2 separate regions of the Mus musculus genome follow, and region 1 is linked to region 2. Evidence: chromatin contacts called from public promoter capture Hi-C data. All regions are on one chromosome and are shown on one strand. The core of a region is the stretch at or near the end of the contact, and the rest is flanking DNA. Distances in the headings are between cores, read along the strand shown. Region 1 holds the start of Golim4 (golgi integral membrane protein 4). Region 2 holds the start of Bche (butyrylcholinesterase).

Region 1 (5,469 bases), core at 1,165-3,664, 2.2 Mb after region 2:
CACTGGCCAGACAGTCTAGCTGAATCAGTGAGATCAAAGCTTGAATCAAGTGACCCTGTCTCAAGAAATAAGGTGGAGAGTGAAAAACAAACATTGGCCATCTCACCACACACACACACACACACACAAACACACACACACACACACACACTAAAACTCATGTGGAAGGCATGATTTTCTAAATAAATAAGCAAGTATCCACCGTTCTCATACCAACAACTCATAGGTAAATTTCCATACTTTAAACTTTTTCTTTTAAATATAAAAACTATCAAAAACAAGCTTTCCCTCTGAAGGAAGCCCAGCCACATATTTTCATTGGCTGGAGCCATGCAGCACCAAGATGCTAAAAATACTTTCTTTTCTTTTAAGTTGGGACAAACAAATCAGACCAAGCAAATAATTGCATATCATTTCTCCCATCTTAAGTCTCTTACTAGAAAATGCTCTGCATAGCTCGGTCAAAGCAAAGGATCTGTTTTATATTTGTACACACACCCACTGTCAGAAATACCCCCTTCAGCTTATTTTTGCCCAGGATGATTCAATAAGCTATATTTGCATTCACAGCAAGGATGGTCAGCATTTAGGTAGGACTTTATTTCTCACTTGCTTTGTATTGGAGAGAGAGAGAGCTTCATGAGTGGTGAAAACAAACCAGCAAGACAGGCCAAATCATTCATAAAAATGCATACAACGAGTATGACCTTAATGGAACCACAAAGTGTTTCCATGCACTCACTCGGGAATCATCTAGACCGTGGAAACTCAGTGTGATTCTTAAAATGAAAGGCTACGAGCTGCGAACACCTTGCCCAAGCTGAGTCGTCTGTGGCTGGCAAAGGGAAATTTTATGTTTCTTCTTTTAGACTTCTCACAGCTAACTCTAAAACACGCGTGTGCCTTCCTGAAGATGCACACACAGGGTTCTACAGATCAGCTAAATAAAGGTTTCTCCAGGGAGACAAGCCTTTTAAAAGCAAATATCTGTAGGATAACCTACAGTCAAGTGGTGGTGTGGACTTTACCATCACTCCCAACATTTCTCAAGTTAACTACTAAATGAACAAACGTAATAACAAGAGCACTAATCACAACACAAGCTTGCAGGTTCCGTTCATGAGTCACTAGTGTATATAGTCTCTTTTTTCCCCCCTTGAAAAAGAACACGGGTTAGAAAATGTCTGCATAATTCTTTATGTCTACAAACCAAGGCTTGCCTCTTGGGAAAGGATTGGCAGATGTAGCAGAAGGGCTGTTTGCCTAGATTGCAGCTGGGCCTTTGACAAGTGCTTCGGGTAAAAGACTTGGTGTTGTATGTACCCACCAAACGCCAGGCAGGACCGTGCGCTGGTGCTGTGGATTTCAAAGATAACTCCTGGGAGGAAGCTGGAAAATCAGGATATTATCTCCCACACATACGCTCAGAAGCCAACATCCCCGCGGCCGCTCCCTCAGATGCGCCAGAAGGTCAATGAGTGGTACCTGCAAAGCCAACTAACTATCCACCAAGCTACTTTTCCAGCACCAGCACCAGCTCAGAGAGAAGTTGGCGGTGCGCTTCCCCTTAACTGTACCTTGCAACTGGGCAGAGAGAGAGTCCTGGTGCTGCTGGTACTTGAGCGCCACTGCCTCAGCTTTGCGCAGCTGCGTCTGCAGTTCCAAGTAGAGCATCGCGCCATAGAGGAAGCCGAAGACCACCGTGAGAAGCAGCAGCGTCTGGAAGATCCGCTTCTGCTTTCGGGAGCACATCCCGTTTCCCATAGTCCCTCCTGTGCCCCGCGCTGCGGCGGCGGGAGCCGTCGTGTCCTCGGTCCTCGGCTGCGTCGGACAGCTCAGCAACGGCCACCGCGAGAAGTAGCTGGACACGGCATGAGCAGAAGACGCGAGACACAAAAGCCGGACCAGAGAGGAAGAGGCGGCCGCTCAGCCCCCGCGGCCGGCTGGGCGCCAGGTCATCGACGCCACCCGGCCAGCAGCCACCAAACTTCTGCGATGTCGGATTTCCGCGAGTGGCTGGGCCCGCGTGGAGTCTCTTTGCATACTTCAGAGCCCGCTGCCCTTGCTACTGGTCCCCGCGCGCAGCCGGCTTGGTTTTCCCTACTCCCCACTTTTTGGCCTCGCTGTCCCCACCGTCAGTCCCCGCCCCTCGCGCCGGCTCCCGCTGCTGGACTTTGTCGCTACCACTGGTAGGGGACGCGCGCCCAACAAAGGGACCTGGCTCCAGGCGGCGTCCCCTTGAACGGTCCCTCGGTATTGATGAAGAGATGGGGACTGGTTGGTCTGGTCAGGTTAAGGGGGGTGGTGGGCTGGTGTCACTGATCTGGAAGCTCCAGCCGCCCGCCACCTCCCACCCAACTTACGTGTCACCCACGGCCCCGCTATCATGGCCAACGGGATTCCGGGAGGAAGTCCCACTCGGGCTCCCCGCTCATTGGGCCCGCGCAAGCCACCGCTCCCTCCTTTCGGGGAGCTAATGCTGGGCTCCATTGGACGCCAGCTTTGTCCGTCCCGCCCCGGGCCGCGCCTACCCTCTCAGCTCTGGGCAGGCTCTGAGCTCCGTGGGCCGCGCGGCCGCCTGGCGCCTGGGTGCGCCCACGTGGAGCCTGGATGGGTGCGGAGGGGTGGAGGAGCCTGGTTGGGAGGGCTAGGGACTTGTCCTGGCCTGAGGCTTGGTGATCATTGCGCATGTGTGTGCATGTATGTCCCAGCACTTGGAATGCACGTGGAGCAAGAGTACAGTGCTTATATGCACACCAACAACCGCAAAGCAACCGTGGGTGCACTCTGCTTAGCCCTGCTCATTTCTTACCCTACATAATGAGTTCAGCTTATGAACACTTTGTTCTTCTCACATTCTCTCAAGGACTGCCTACTGAGTCTTGTCCCATTAGAGGCACTAGGCTATGTGCAAAAATGGTAGAAAGTAAGCTGGGACCCTGAAGCTCACTTGACTGTCTACATGGGGTGGGGAAAGCACTTTGTTGGCAGAAGGAAAGAAATGATCTCATGTTTCCTCTGGCTGCAAATGGAATAATTTTAAAAACAAATCTTACAGGCTGAAATGAGTATGCATTCATCTTGCTGTGTGTATTTCTCTTAATGGTAGCAGAAAAAAAAATCAGTTACATTTTTAAATTACATTTTCAAGGCCAGCAAAACCCACTACGTTTAACAAAAAGTTAGACAGGCATAATAACGCCAAACCACTTCAAAGAAATCCACAGTGCATTTCTTTCTTCAATATAATCAGGGTGTGTGTGGAATTGAGGTTATGCATAAATGATAAATTTGTTTCTCCTCTTGACCTGAATTCTAAGAGAAATAAATTATTTCTGAAAAGTATCAGTTGTGCAGTGGCACTTTTACATTCTGCATATTGCATTCTACATATTTTTTTGTGATATCCTGCCCGTGTTTTAGTCATCACAATTAATTATGGGGAATGAGTGCTTTAAACGAAGGAGATCTGCTTAAACCAGATTCATTTTCAAGACAGTTCCTGTGTTGAATGTTTTTAGGTCAGTCCTGAAATCATAGGTTAACAAGAGCCACACAGGCAGACCAGGGCATTTCTCTCACTGTAAAAAATAAGTGAGACTGGTGGTATATGCACTTAGCTAATAAAAATCACATTATGTTGGTTCCAAATGCTCTTACACTGAATCTTAGCCAGGACATTCGATTTACGAGTTGGAAACAAAGAATCTAAATTTGGCCAATATGACCATAATACTTGTAGTCTCTTCTAGGTCTTGTAAAAAGATACTTCCTCACTAAAGGAGAATTTTATCAGAATCTTATCCTTTCTACCTTTTCCTTCTGTAGAAAACAAATCATGACTCCGTTTAAACATGTAACCTAAGTGTGAAACTATGCCAGACCTGGTAGGACAACCTGTAATCAGAGATACCGGGGAGATCGAGGCAACAGGATTCCAGGATCAGAATGGGCAATTGAGAGAGACCTTGTCTCAAATCAAAAGTCAAACGAGGGCTAGGGATGATGCCTTACTGTTGCAACATTTACCTAGAACACTGTAGACACTGAGTTCAATCCTCAGTCTCGGAGAAAAGAAAGAATGCTTAATTTAAAGGGAAAATGGTCTAAAGCAGCTCAAGTCTGCTTCCTGGTGATGGTGTAGCTCCCATAGTCTCCAGTCTTGTGGGATTTACCATCATTTAAGGTTTCCTCTTTCCGTTTTACTCATAGCAATTGGGAGACATTAGTGGGATTTCTTTAGAATTCCTCAGAACTAAATATGCCCATAAACGGCAAGATATCTGTAAAAATTCTCTAAGGAAATGAATTTTTTCAGCAATAATCTTAGTCTATACTTGAATATGTGATTATTCTGGGTACACACACACACTCACACACATGCGTGCACGCACGCACAGGAAATGTACAGAACAGGGAGGATGGAAAGACCACTCAGAAAATACACAGGCAAATGGATGGACCTGGAGGGTATCATCCTGAGTGAGGTAACCCAATCACAAAGGAACTCACACAATATATACTCACTGATAAGTGGATATTAGCCCAGAAACTTAAAATTCCCAAGATATAAGATACAATTTGCTAAACGCATGAAACTCAAGAAGAACGAAGACCAAAGTGTGGACACTTTGCCCCTTCTTAGAATTGGGAACAAAACATCCATGGAAGGAGTTACAGAGACAAAGTTTGGAGCTGTGTCAAAAGGTTGGACCATCTAGAGCCTGCCATATCCAAGGTTCCATCCGATAATCAGCTTCCAAACGCTGACACCATTGCATATACTAGCAAGATTTTGCTGAAAGGACCCAGATATAGCTGTCTCTTGTGAGACTATGCCAGGGCCTAGCAAACACAGAAGTGGATGCTCACAGTCAGCTTTGGATGGATCACAGGGCTCCCAATGGAGGAGCTAGAGAAAGTACCCAAGGAGCTAAAGGGATCTGCAACCCTATAGGTGGAACAATATTATGAACTAACCAGTACCCCGGAGCTCTTGACTCTAGCTGCATATGTATCAAAAGATGGCCTAGTCGGCCATCACTGGAAAGAGAGGCTCATTGGACTTGCAAACTTTATATGCCTCAGTACAGGGGACGCCAGGGCCAAAAAGTGGGTGTGGGTGGGTAGGGGAGTGGGTGGGAGGGTATGGGGGACTTTTGGGATAGCATTGGAAATTTAAATGAGGAAAATACCTAATAAAAAGTATACAAAAAAAAAAAAAGAAAAAAGAAAATACACAGGTATTCTGATGTATTTCCAACCTCTGGAAAATGTATGTGCTTCCTGAATTCACAATTCCTACTTTAAACCTTTGATTTGATAGCAACCATTTCATTCCTGTTTCTTAACTTCTTCTTTGCCTGAAGCAGTCATCTGATTCTACAGAATATAATAAAGGTCATAAAACACAACTCAATATTTTAGTCATAAAACTTGAAAGACAAGAAAATTATTACCTGAACTTAC
Region 2 (5,113 bases), core at 2,556-5,055:
ATGTTTTCTTCTGTGATTTAGTACCTATTTTGGGATTTCCAGAGCACTGTTTACATGAATAAGAATCAAGTTCTCAATAATGACACCTATGAGTTTTTCTTGTGCGTAAGGTACAACGTAACACTAGAAACCACCATAGTGAGCACTCATTTATTTAAAGATGTTAATGCAGTTCCTCCCTGCATCCTACCTGCTGAGAAGATTTATTCTTCGTATTGATGAATCTGCAGTGTTAATGAAAAGATCCCTATGTTCCCACCTTCGATACAGTATAAATTGGTTATATATAAATTACCATTATTCTATTCTTTACTTAACATGACATTTGCCCATTCTGTTCCTCTCTGTCAAAGACATATTTTTGTTTGTTTGTTTGTTTGTTTTTTGTTTTTCGAGACAGGGTTTCTCTGTATAGCCCTGGCTGTCCTGGAACTCACTCTGTAGACCAGGCTGGCCTCGAACTCAGAAATCCGCCTGCCTCTGCCTCCCAAGTGCTAGGTTTAAAGGCATGCGCCAACCACGCCTGGCTCAAAGACATATTTTAACATGTTTTTATCACATAGTTAAACAATCAAAACAGAAATAAAGAGATTTCAAAATGAAAGTTTTCAATTATAATATAAAATATAAAAAACTTCCTTGCCTCTCATACATTCTGGTGTAACTGGTAACTGCTAAAAAGTAAAATATTAAATGCCTCTAGCTTATCATTAAAAAAATGAGGAAAATTTTCATATGAAATGCAGCAATCTTAAAGTAGATAAGCTCACACCTTGAAGTAGTAGTTAGTATTTTGAAGGGATTGGGAGCTTTTATCCCTAAGTCAACAGAAAATAAGTTCTAGAATTAAAAACCAAACATTAACCACAAAAAGGGAATTAGGATAACAAATTCAAGTTTAACAAATGTTGATTGATATCAAATTTTACAGCTAATATATTATAAATTCTAATCTTTTAAAAAATTTAACTTTTAAAATAAAAAGGCACATTATCCCCTCTTTTACTTTTAACTCAAATTCACAATCTAAATTCTCCAGCCAATTTTATGAGGAAATATACAAAGTAATATACATTCTTTAAGATATGGGTGTGTTAAAATGCTGATATAAAAAAGCTATCATCATTTATTTGTAAAAAAAATTGTCACATATTTAAAATAATAAACCATCCTAGAAATAATTAAAAAAAAAGGAAAATGTCAAAAACAAAAAATACTCATAATTTCAGTTTTTTGGTATCGTACATTCTTGTTTTTAAACTATGACTAATATCTGTGGATCTTATTTGGAAACGGAGGTTTGTAAAACATGTTGGTAAAGTGCTATCTAGTTAGCACTGGGCTGGTCTAGAAGCAACATTGGAATGCCATTTGACTAAAACAGCAGTTTCTTTACCCAATCAATTACTGTTCTGTTTCAGGCTAAGTAAACACATTTGAAGCAATATGTTAATGAAAGGACTATATTCTGATGTTCCACAGATTGAATGTCTGCTAAGACATCCAAGCAAATCAGGGTAATAGATGAGTTGTTAGGACCTGTAGTCTATTCTTGACTAAAATCACAGTGGATACAAGATCATATTAGTAACCTGAATATTAAATTACTAGATTTTTTTGGGTTTCTTTTGGAAGGTAAATTCTGTCTGTTATTGTTGTATTTCTATGACTGTAGTTGCCTCAGAGAAAGGAAGAAATTCTAAAGATACACTTGGTTGTCTCAGTCTGACAATCATACTATCAAAACAATGGGTCTCAAAGAGATGGGGATTTCCCCAGAAAACGAATGACACAAAATGAAAACATAAACCAGAAGGGAACTTATGTCCTTGAAGGAGATTCTATACAGCTCTAACAACGTGTAAGAACACCTTACAGGATGAGATGGAAGTCTAGACGATGAAGGGTCAAGGCTTGCTGGGAACATACCTTGAACAGGCTGCTTGGATGGGCACATTCTTGAACTTTATCCTTTCTTCAGGACTCTGAAGATGGACAATGGAGGCAAAGCTTTGTATCTTTTCCCAGTGTATCCATTGAGTACAACCCGTTTTCTGCTCTCCACTATTAGTTTAGCTCTTTAAATAGATTTAATGAGGACTTGTGTGACCAAACCTGGCTTAGGGCAAAGGTGGTGACCTCCAGATTTGATAAGACAGTCAGTCAGTTTCACTAAGAATAATCAGATGTTGGAAAACCATCAAAGCAAATCAAAGATGAAATTTAAAGTGCATTAGCACTTGTGACCAAGAAATCAAATCAAAGACTAAATTTATAGAGGAGAATAAATTCATATATCCTCTAAAATTTTTCTTGGTTTACTTTTTAATAAAAATATGATATGGAAACAGCTTCAGATTTCTTCTTATAATTCAAGATGTAGAATATTGTACATCAACAAAAATAACACTCAAAAGGAACAAAGCATGTCTTTGTAAATGTGGCTAGGCGTTTATTTGCCATCTGAAGGTAATGGTATTTTGTCGATAAAAACCCCAGACTTACAATTCAATTCATTCAGTTATCTTTAAAAGCCTCCTGTCTTCAAACAATATGACTTTTGTGAAAGTGAATTATAGTCATGTTTGTTATAAATATTCTATATTTTATATTAATGAAGCATTGTACCTGCTCATTGGAACACATTCATTCAGATGCAGAATACCTGCTTAGGGAAATATATATATATATATCACATAGAAACCTAATAAAATGATTTTGTGTGTCTTTCAATTTTTTTTTCTGTTCCTATAAATCTTATAGTCAATGACTAAACTGAGGCTGATGTTATAAAATAATGGTAGATTTCCAGGATTCTAGGATGAGACAAAACTTCCCATTTTTATACTATTCCTATAAAAATAACGGTAGCATAAGATAATTTTGTCCGGTTTAAACACTCAAAGTTGGCCAATCATGGATAAGGAAGTATTTGTAAATTAAATTAGAGAATATATTTTCTTGGACATAGAAGGAGTTTTCGATTTCTGCATGCCAGTGGATGTTGTGAAAGTTTCAGGGGACAAAGTGTTGCTTGGTAAAAGTGCCCTGTTAAGTAATAAGAGAAAATTAATCTACGTGATTGCAAAATAGAAGATATTGAAAACTATCATGTGTGCTCAAATAAGTACTTCTGTTAAGAGGTTGACTAACCTCTGCATTAAAGGGTAACCTAGCCTAAAATAAGTCTCCATAGAAAGGGAATACATACATTCATACATACATACATACATGCATACAAATGTAAGAGACTCCACAGGTGCTATGCCTATTCGGTCAATGTATAACAAATTCACTCGGTCCTCAAGAGAAAAAGGGATTAACTTTGTGTCTTCCGGAATAAGAGAAAGCCCCGAGGTAGTGGCTTCTCGCCTGGCTCTTCTGTCCTGTTCCCTTGTCAGGGACTAGTCCCAAGGGAGCACCACAAACACGTGAGAAAAAAAAAAAAAATCTCCTTCCCTTCTTGCCTCAGTCGATCTTCACTGGAACTTCAGCACAAGATCTGTAAAAATCAGAGCAACTCACCGGAATTACTGCAGCAAAGGATGAGGAAGTTTGCAAAGTGGCAATCTTGCAATGCTTTGGGGACGCGCGGGATGCAGCTGCCGCCCTGCCTGTGAATTGCAGGACTCTGACATTTCAGTCAACTCTTCCAGACAAAGCTCGCGAGAGCTGGCAGCAGCAACTTGATCTGGCTCTGGCCAGGCTTCCCAGGCTGACATCTGCTCGCACAAAAGCAGCGGTGACTTCTTCAGAGAGGGTTGTGGGTCTTCCTCCACCATTGCAGGCAGGCTTCAGGAGAGAAGGAGGGGCGGGGCGGGGAGGGTCAGTAATAGAAAATGAGCGAGTTAGTTTGCACTATCCCGGACTTTAACATTTGGTGTTTTGTTTTGGTTAGTTTGTTTTGTTTTGTTTTCGTTCTCTATCGTGGACTTTTTTTTTTTTTTCTTTAAAAAGTTTTACGGTACTAAACATTGTGTATAGTAAGTATTCTAACGAAATGGTATTGGAACCAAGTGTACCTGCAATTTTGTGAAAATAGTACAACCATAAAACGTCGTAAAAAAAACATTGTTAGGAAACAAAATAATCCCTATATAAACTATGAAAATCAAAAGAGTGCTTACAATAGCTAAATAACTGACTACCACCACTCCTGCCCCTTACACCCTGCATTTCAACCCTTATTTAAGTCCTAGAGATTTTACAGGTCTTGACAACTTCTCAAAAGTCCCTGCTGGTCATATATAAGAGGAAAACCCATGATTTATTATACACATTAAAAGCCCAAAGTTCTTCAGCAAACAGTTAAAAGAACATTTCCAGCCCGGCAGTGACAGTGTTTGTGAACATATATTTTCATTTTCAAACGTATTTTACCTTACATATATATTTTTGCAAAACAATAAAAAGAACAAGAAAAAAATAAAAAGTGAAAAAAATTAAAAAAAAAAACAACACAAAACAAACAAACAAGAAAAAACCTTCCAGGAACACTTTAAGGGCTGACTCTCAAATACACTTGTAAGGTTTTGTAAATGTCAGCTTTCACTACTTAAACCTGTCAGCTGAAGGCTCACTACAGATTTAACAGATTACCTAAATTTATAGAAAGATCCACTTCGTTTTTAGTAGAAAGTAACATTTCAAACATGTAAATATACTAACTGGTGCTTTCATCCTGGCTACTGCTCATGACTAATAATTTATATGTAATCTGTTAACCCAAGGAACACGAATTTAGCATGACTAATTAAATTTCCAGGTGCTAAAATTTGATCTTCAAAATCTCAAAATCTTGCTATGTTACTAGCCCTACTAAATTTGGGGGTTAAAATTTCAGATTATACGTTTTTTATATCATTTTATAACAAATGCTTTCCAGATAAAAGACATTTTTATTAGCTGATTATCGTTTCTCTGTAAAGTATTACTTGGGCAATATCGATTACGTGACAAACACTACAATCAAAACACCACTTCTTTGTTTTCCATAGAAGTTTAAAGTTGTATCTAAGCGCAAGCCCTGATCTTAGTAGGTGAATTTATCTGAGCTTTTGTGCATGCTGCTCATGTCTACTCCATATTGTATAACATATGTGTCAACTCTAAA

Evidence for each region. Promoter capture Hi-C pulls out the DNA fragments that hold promoters and counts their contacts.
Region 1: a contact with region 2 is called in a promoter capture Hi-C map of liver, with 9 times the contacts expected there. The contact joins the promoter of Golim4 here to the promoter of Bche in region 2. A contact is called at or near these places in 2 of 39 promoter capture datasets (both in liver).

What each region holds. Positions count from the first base shown.
Region 1 is chr3:75,954,535-75,960,003 of GRCm38.p6, forward strand. Golim4 (golgi integral membrane protein 4) reads right to left here and starts at 2,415. Exons shown (of 16, transcript NM_001291069.1): 1 at 1,578-2,415. The coding sequence starts at 1,764.
Region 2 is chr3:73,704,610-73,709,722 of GRCm38.p6, forward strand. Bche (butyrylcholinesterase) reads right to left here and starts at 3,806. Exons shown (of 4, transcript NM_009738.3): 1 at 3,526-3,806.